2 separate regions of the Xenopus laevis genome follow, and region 1 is linked to region 2. The links are chromatin contacts, called in public Hi-C maps. All regions are on one chromosome and are shown on one strand. The core of a region is the stretch at or near the end of the contact, and the rest is flanking DNA. Distances in the headings are between cores, read along the strand shown. Region 1 has its middle 19 kb from the start of dvl1.L. Region 2 holds the start of aurkaip1.L (aurora kinase A interacting protein 1 L homeolog).

What was found. Hi-C and Micro-C count contacts between places; a contact is called where the count stands out from the background.
Region 1: a contact with region 2 is called in a Hi-C map of animal cap, with 4 times the contacts expected there. The contact joins the enhancer-like site here to the promoter of aurkaip1.L in region 2. A contact is called at or near these places in 3 of 4 Hi-C or Micro-C datasets (the XL177 cell line, the XTC cell line and animal cap).

The regions. Positions count from the first base shown.
Region 1 is chr7L:96,707,853-96,712,279 of Xenopus_laevis_v10.1, reverse strand. No RefSeq gene overlaps it. Among protein-coding and RNA genes, the nearest start is that of dvl1.L, 19 kb to the left of the region's middle. Within about 2 kb of position 1,934, at least 1 of the 7 cell types and tissues checked has an H3K27ac peak or open chromatin away from gene starts, as enhancers often do. A contact at or near this core is called in animal cap, where this site is marked.
Region 2 is chr7L:96,638,628-96,642,924 of Xenopus_laevis_v10.1, reverse strand. It overlaps aurkaip1.L (aurora kinase A interacting protein 1 L homeolog), which reads right to left and starts at 2,972. Exons shown (of 4, transcript NM_001096818.1): 1 at 2,923-2,972; 2 at 1,664-1,762; 3 at 512-954. The coding sequence starts at 1,715.

The DNA of each region.
Region 1 (4,427 bases), core at 685-3,184, 70 kb before region 2:
GCTGTTTGGGAGGCTTAGACTGGAGGATTGCTTGAGTCCAGGAGTTCTAGTCTGCCCAGAGCCATGTCAATTTGGTGTCTGCACTAAGTTCAGTATCAATATGGTGTTCCTGGGGGAGCTTGGGATCACCAGGTTATCTAAAGATGGCTAACTGATCATACCTCCTAACTGTCCTTTTTTTCGGTGGGACAGTCCCTCTTTTGACAGCTCAACCTGCAGTCCATTTGTACTACTATTGTACTATTTTCTCTGCACTGAACAGGCAGAAAAAGAAATAAAGTTTCTCACTTAATTGGCTTTTAGCAGAAAGCACAGAACAGCTAACAGGTGCAAATAAGATACTTTGTAACAATTTTGAGAGACAAAAAAACAGTTTAGATAAGGAGAAATATTTCATAACCGGCCAAATTTTGTAAAATGAACATGGTAATAAGGGGCCACAGATAGTGGTGTGGTCAAAAAATAGCTGTACTATGTGCAAAAAAAATTTTTGTCCTTCTTTTTACTTCCAAAATGTTGGGAGGTATGAACTGATCCAGGTTGGAAACGGAGCAGGCAGGTCTGGACTGAGAATCAAAATAAGCCCTGGCATTTCAAGAACATAGAGGCCCAAAAAGCCCCCGATCAGCCCAATAGATAGTGAGTATCTATGACATCTTACAGAAGCCCCTCTGGTATTTGCCAGAACCCACAGATTGCCAGTACGGGCCTGGGAGCAGGTCAAAGTCCCCATGTTGGTCAGTAGTGAGACACAGTCTTTTCTTTGCCATTTTACTATTTTCTAAAACATTTTAACCATTTAGTAAGATTTTCTTATGGTTTTTCTTACTAACAAAAGTATATCTCCCCTCTCTGTCACTTTAGTACTTTCATTTAAGCTTGTTTAATAATAACCCCCGACTTCCCTTTTAGTGACGTGCAGGTTGATGGAAAACTCGAGGTAACCTGTAGGTTGACCACCGGTTGGGTGGGTTCAAGTTTAAATTTGGCAAACCAATGACGGTTAGGGTTGGGTGCTGAGGAAGAACACTCCTCCAAAGGCAACATTTTGCAGGTTAGGGCATGAGTTAAGTTTTAAACCAGCATGTTGGCGGTACCTGCTGGCCCACGTGCAACTGAAAGTGAGTATAATGAGAGTGTGTATTACATCACATTTGCGCATTGCCAAAGGGGCCTTCTGAGTTTCAGTGGCTAGAGCTGCACCAGACCAAAATAACGATATACATCAGGCCGTCACACAGTTGACTAGCGGAAAAAAGAAACAACTGTGCTTATCTGGGCCAGATTGCTTGTTTGTGGTGTGAAATTCTATTTCATATATGTTCCTTTAAAAAAGTTATTTCTATAATATAGGTGGTAATGACTGGATATAAATAGCCTGTAAATTAGCTATAAATTCATACTAGCAAGTTGTTTTTAAATGTTTGTCATGCCTTGCTTTTCCTTGCCCAGCTGTACAATATGGCGGAGTATATCCATAACATGTTATTACAGATGTGACCCTCTAAGATTTTTGTGGTAAAATTAAGGGGTGGGAGGTTGGTACAGTATGCTTACACCATTACCGCAAAAAGTAAAGAAAAGTATAGACTTGTGATTGTGGAAAGCAAGCAATGTAGAATTTAAATGCCAGTAAAAACAAGGCTTGTTGCATCTACATGGAATGCACTTAAATTAATATGTCTTCTACCTTCAAATACCCACAAGGCAGCACAAAATAATAGCCTGTGTAGATTAAGCTAGAAATGAAATATCTTATGGATAGGTTTGATTTTTTGTATTTGTAGTAAAGAATTATGGTTTGATCCCTTACTACTTTTGATTGTTTAGAACAAACAGGACGAGCATCTTCCTGCAGCGTACTGTGTATCTCTGCTCTCATGCATACAGATGAATGAACACACCATCAACATCTCAATCAACTACTAATCTGGCTAGTCCATTGGGTTAGTTTTTAAAAGAGCAGGGTTGTTATATCATCCTTTCATACAGACCCTGCATGATTCAATTGAATTGTTACACAATTGCATAGAAACCTATGCAATCTGCAGTATCTGTCTGACCTGAATATTAAACAGCTATCTAGCATCTGTTTTGTTTACTAAGCAAATAAGATAGTTTCACAATCTGGATCTGTGGATACATTAATATACATTGTCTTTGACAGCAATCTTTGTAATGGATTACTGTGGCACCTATTTTCATTAATATATGTCCCACAGTTATTCAACGGGTATTTGGTAGGGATGTAGCGAACCGCCGAGTATGTGTTCGCGAACGCCGTTCGCGAACACCGGCAAAAAATGCGAACAGTTCGCGAACTGTTCGCGAACTTCGAACATCCGAAAATCGTTCGATTCGAACGATCGAAGGATTTTAATCGTTCGATCGAACGATTTTCGTTCGAATCGAACGAAAATCGTTCGATTTTAGCGATCGAATGGTCGAATGGTCGAACGATTTTGACGCGAACGCCTATTGGCGAACGTCGCGCGACGTTCGCGAACTTGCGGCGGACGCGAACAGTCGAAGTTCGCGCGAACTAGTTCGCCGGCGAACAGTTCGCTACATCCCTAGTATTTGGTTGCTAAAGGCTACTCGACCTGGGGCAAACAATGCAACTTTTATTACCCTAACAGTTTTATATGGATGATCTTGCGTATCTCAGATTGCTGAAGCCTGGCTTTAGCTGAGTGTTAGGGGTTCTATTTTGTACTTTTTAAATGAGACACAGATATGTGAAAGCATATCACCAACCAGCTAGGATTAAAGGGATTGTTCACCTTTAAATTAACTTTTAAAATGATATAGGCTAGAGAGTTAAATTTTAAGGCAATTTACAATTTGTTTTTATTTTTAATTATTTGTGGTTATTTAACTTTTTATTCAGCAGCTTTCCAGTTTTCAATTTCAGCAATCTAGTTACTAGGGTCCAGAATACCCTAGCAACCATGCGTTTGTTTGAAAAAGAGACTGGAATATGAATAGTAGAGGGCCTGAATAGAAAGATTGGTATACAAAGTAGTAATAACAATACATTTGCAGCCTTACAGAACATTTGTTTTTAAATGGGGTCGCTGACCCCCATTTAAAAGCTGAAAATAGTCCATAAAGAACCATAAGAAGAACCATAAAAAGTCAAAAGTAAAAATAAATGGCAATTGAAAAGTTGCTTAGAATTAGCCATTCTATAGTATATTTAAAGTTAATTTAAAGGTGAACCACCCCTTAAAGCAAATAAATCTGGATCCATTGGTAACTGAAATGAAATGAAAACATGTAGGCCAATTGAAATGTTGCTTAGAATTAGCATATTAAAAGTTAACTTAAAGGTGAACCACCGATTTAAGTATGGATAAATTGGCAACTGATTTACAATTCCTATTATCCCATTTAGTATTTTATACAAGCTCTAATGTAATGGTGTTCTGTTATTTTCTATCGCATTAAGAGATTCAGAAGGCTTTCATATGAGCAACAGACCAAGCCAAGGCTAGCACATACCTACAATCTCATCAAATGGTAGTCATATTATGCATAGGTTATTGGTGTTTCTGATTTGGATTGCCATAAAAAGGTGCTATTCCAGTTTAAAATACAGTTATTTCAACATTTGTGCACAGTAAAAAGTGCTGGCACTTTAGTAAATTTTGATTTCAGCACATATACTGTAAAATTATCCGCTAACAAGAGTATAATTACAGCGTAACTCCTGTATAATAAAAAAATTTTTCAGTTGTTCACCAGATGGTTTATTCATTGTTATAATTCCACCAGCAATGAAGGAATGTCTAGTTACTATCAACATCTAGAGAACAGTCTGGATTAGGTAATAACATTCCTGAATGGTTACTAGCATGATTGGCATTATAATTAAGGATACATTTCAGGCCACTAGCTAGAAAAGCAGATTTTCAAAAACTATTTTACAGTTCCACTCAACACAAAAAAATAGAATAGGGCAGGGATTTTAGGGAGCCTGCAGGTGTAAAGTATATCGAGCAAGGTTTATGATATCAGAATGGTGGTGCAATTACTGCCTTGTAATGTTTGGGTCCTTGGTTTTATACAGGCAAGTTAATTGGCTTCTGATAATTGTGAATGTGTGAGGGACTTTGATTCTAAACTCCACTAGGGTAAAGGCTAATGTAAACAATGTATAATCTCTGCAGCATATGTCAGTGCTATATAAGTATAGATAGTAATAAAACATGCATGAAAATGTTTGTGTTGGACTACACTTGAATCAACTTACCTGAGCTCCGATCTTTCACCTTCTATTGTATTGTAAGTGACTTTGTAAAACGGTATTAAGAGTTGACCTGAAGACGCAATCAGTTCGGTCAGTGGGGCCTTGTCACTTTCTACAGGCAGATGATCCTATTTGAGAGTTGACTTTGGTCACTGATGATTAGATCCAATCGTAT
Region 2 (4,297 bases), core at 1,723-4,222:
TAATTCCCTCTACAATGTAATTCCTAATCCAACAAGTGTATTTTGTTTTAGTTGTAATATTGGTGTGTCGGTAGCCATCTCAGGTCATTTTGCCTGGTCATGTGCTTTCAGAATGAGCCAGCACTTTAGAATGGAAATGCTGAATGTGTCGCATGACTGGGGGCAGCTGGGAAACTGACAATATGTTTAGCCGCATGTCAGAACATAACATTAGAGAACTACTATACGCCTGAAACTGTGAGGCTCAATTGCTGGAGAGCTGAACATATGAGACACAGATCACTGCTATTATTTAGCAGACTATACAAAAATGCCCCAAAATAGCATTCCAACTACTCACTTTCCAGTCTTTTCTGTGAAAGAAATATAAACATTTATATAACGGTAATCTCTGAAGGCATATACAGTATTACAGCAATAGAGATGTTTCAAATGGGAATGGATTGTTTAATGACAAACATAACCATGTGATTGTGTTGCATTATATTTATCTACATTTACAGCTCCATACCTGTCGCCTGCGCCTCCGTCCATCTTGTATCTTACGTTTTAAAAATTTCATGCGCTTCTGCAGCTTTTTGTATTTGTGTTTGTTCATCTTTCTCCTTCGAATCTTCAGGACATTCTTACATTGCACTATATTCTGCTGGTCTGTGTTCTCATCAATATCTTTATCATCCTGATGTGTGGGGCATGTATAGGAATTATCTTGCTCCTGTGGCTCTATTTGAGAATGTACAGCCTCAGGCTTGGGCAGAGAGTAGCGGCTAGTAAGTAAACTTTCCAAAGGGCTTACGGACATCATGCGTGGTACCAGAATGTCATCGAGCTCTGGTTCAAAGCTCAACCAGTTATGTGGGGGAACCTGCTGTCTCTGAGTCAGTTGAGAGCTGTAACCCGCACAAAGAATTTTGCGGTTCACAAACGCTGAGCAACTCCGTGGTACGAGGCATCCTAGAAAGATATATAAAAAGATATATTTAATTTTGCCTGCAGTCAACCAAATAAATTCCATATAAAAGCACTGGCACACCATGGCTGTGGTTAAAAAGTTCAATGTTAAATTCAGTTTCCTTTCAGTGCTCCTCCATAAGAAATAAATAACAAATTAAAAGGTTTACAGTCATTTTCTTTTCTTGCAAATTTAAAAACCTATAAGCAGAGCAAAGCATTTAATGAGCAGTCTAAATACACCTATTGCTTCTATTCTGCTGTCAAATTCCAAGTTTCTATAACATGCAGAATAACACAGACTTTTTTACTGTAACCTTTACAGCCCTTAGAACAAGGTGGCTTCAGAAAGACCTCAAATTATATTTCAGCCTCACTCAGTCTCTGTCGAAACATAGACAAATGAAAACATATATGTGCAGAACAGTTTTTACTGTTATATACAAACAGCTCTTATTGAGGTTGCTTGGTTGGGGTGTCAGAACATTAACATTGCTCCTTTACATCTTCAGACCACAGTGAAATGCAGCACAAAAAGTGAATTTTGAGTTCTTAAATATAATACAGCTGCAGTTGGTTGCCTAGATTCACTCCTGAATTTCATGGTGCTATGAAGAATAAAAAAGCATGAATTCCCTATTGCAAATAGAACTCTATATACAGTATGTTAAGTCCTGGCTGTAGACAATCTGCCATGGTACTTTGTTGTTACCTGCAAGTCTTGTAGCTGAAGCAAAGCGTGAGGTTAGCCGTGTAAGCCACATAGTGGAGGAGGAAGTAATTTGGTCAGTTCAGGATCAGGAATCTCTCCCTGCAAGACAAGGTAACATTTACTGCTCACCTGTTTAAAAGCAAACCTCTTATTGGTTGCCATTGTTTACTGCACATGGGCAAACGTAGTGCCTTTGTCATATAGGGTATTAGAATACATTAACATGTATGTTAAGCCAAAAACACACAGAAAACTGGCATAAAATGCCAATTTATATACCAATGGTGTTATATTAACCCTCAGTACAATGCTTTCAAGGTCAGTTTTATCTTTCAAATTGGACTATATTACCTACATAATCACTTGCTGCAAAAAAAATAGAAGCAGGAATCAAATGGAACAACAAGATCATGTAAATATAGTCTGTCATCACAGGTAAGAGTCTCTAGAGCTGTTTATAATCATCCCAGCCAGAATTAAAAAGCATTGTATGATAAGTGAGTCCCTTAAAGCAGTGGTTCACCTTTTGGTTAACTTTTAGTATGTTATAGATTGGCCAATTCTAAGCAACTTTTCAATTGGTTGTATCATGTTTAATTATTTGCCTTCTTCCTCCAGCTATCAAACGGCTGACCCCATCTAAAAACAAATGCTCTGTAAGGCTACAAATGTATTGTTACTTTTTATTACTCACCTTTCTATTCAGACCCCCCCCTCTCCTATTCATATTCCAGTCTCTCATTCAAATCAATGTAAGGTTGCTAGGGGAATTTGGACCCTAGCAACCAGATTGCGGATATTGCAAACTGGAGAGCTGCTGAATAAAAAGCTAAATAACTCAAAAACCACAAATAATAAACAATTAAAACCAATTGCAAATTATGTCAGAATATCACTCACTATAGCCTACTAAAAGTTTATACAAAGGTGAAGCACCCCCTTTAAGTCGTGTAATGCACGTACCCCACACGCTTTCAGCCAGGACCCCTATATTTACACACACACAACACAAACTATATCCAAGGACCCTCTAATAAAACATTGACCCAAGGGCACACCTCCAGCACTATTATCCAGGGACTCCGATCCTGAAGGTATTTGATTTTCTCAGAAGCCTCAACCACTAGCTTTCAATCATGAACTCACGTCAAACATATGAGCAAAGGTCTAACTAACTAACTAACTAACTAACTAACTAACATTTACACTGTTATGCAAACTCACGCCATACAGCGTTTCTCACAAATGGTTAAGCTTACACATGACAGGCTCACTGTCTGACCCCCGTCCGTCTTTTACAAAGATATCCTGTCCTCCCCGCAAACCATTCCCCTTTCTCGCAGCTGCTCTTGCAAAGGTTCCGGACGGATAGCGCTCCCTCTGGTGTCCAATGTGTGTCACTGCAGCCGGACGGCGGATATTGCAGCAGCAGCAGAGTTCCATTGAGATGGATTCAGCTGTACTAGCAGGACAGAGTTCAGTGCATAGTATTTCCTCGCGGTGCTTGATATAAACAGTGTAGTAAAAAAGTGGTTCCTTCCCATTGCAATGTTTACTTCAGATGCATGGTGCTATTAGCCCCAACCAGGCCCAGATTGGGATTTCCAATAGGCCCTGGCATTGACACAGAGGCCTAAACAGACCCCACCATTCTGAGATTATTTGCAAATTGGTTTTCATTTTTTATTATTTGTGGGTTTTGGGTTATTTAGCTTTTTATTCAACAGCTCTCGAGATTTCTATTTAAGCAATCTGGTTGCTAGGGTTCAAGTTACCCTAGCAACCATACATTGATTTGAATGAGACTGGAATATGAATAAGAGGGGACCTGAAAAGAAAGATGAATAATAAAAAGTAGCAATAACAATGCATTTGTAGCCTTACTGAGCATTTGTTTTTAGATGGGGTCAGTCCCCTCCCCATAGTGTAATATTAATGCTGCAATGCTTAAAAAGGAGAAGGAAAGCTACCAGACCGTTTATTGCCGAATAGATTAGCCACAATAGTGCAAGCTAGAACACTATATTTATTCATTAGAATGCTTCACCATACCTGAGTAAACAGCTCTCTCTGTTTGTTTAGGATAACAGCTGCCATATTTGCTTGGTGTGACATCATTTCGTGCCTGAGACTCTCCCTGCTCACTCATAGCCCTGGGCTCAATTTACAGCAAGGAGGAGCAAACGGAGCATGCTCAAGCCCTAGCCCTGGAGGTTTATGCTGAAAACAGAACGTCTGATACAGAAGCCCATGTGTACACGATAGAAAGAAAGAAATGCAGTGTTTCTTTTGTCAAGGACTCAGAGCAGCATTACCTTGAGGGTTTACTGGTGTATTTATATAGGCCTTTCTGATAAAGCTTACTTCGTTTTACCCTTTCCTTCAACTTTAACCTCTTGTCATTAACACAGTAAATATTGTATTTGAATATTTTGAGGAATAATTTGCTTTAACACATTTCCCTGAATGCTACATTGTTTTCCTGGTCCCCAGAAAAAAATATAATAGGGGTTCTATTGTATATTAATGCACAGTAATAATAATATGCTGTTGAGTGGAATTTTATAAGATGAATCCAATGTTACAGCCAGTCTGTGTCTGGTTGTACTGTTGCCTTTCGGGGCCCCTAGAAGC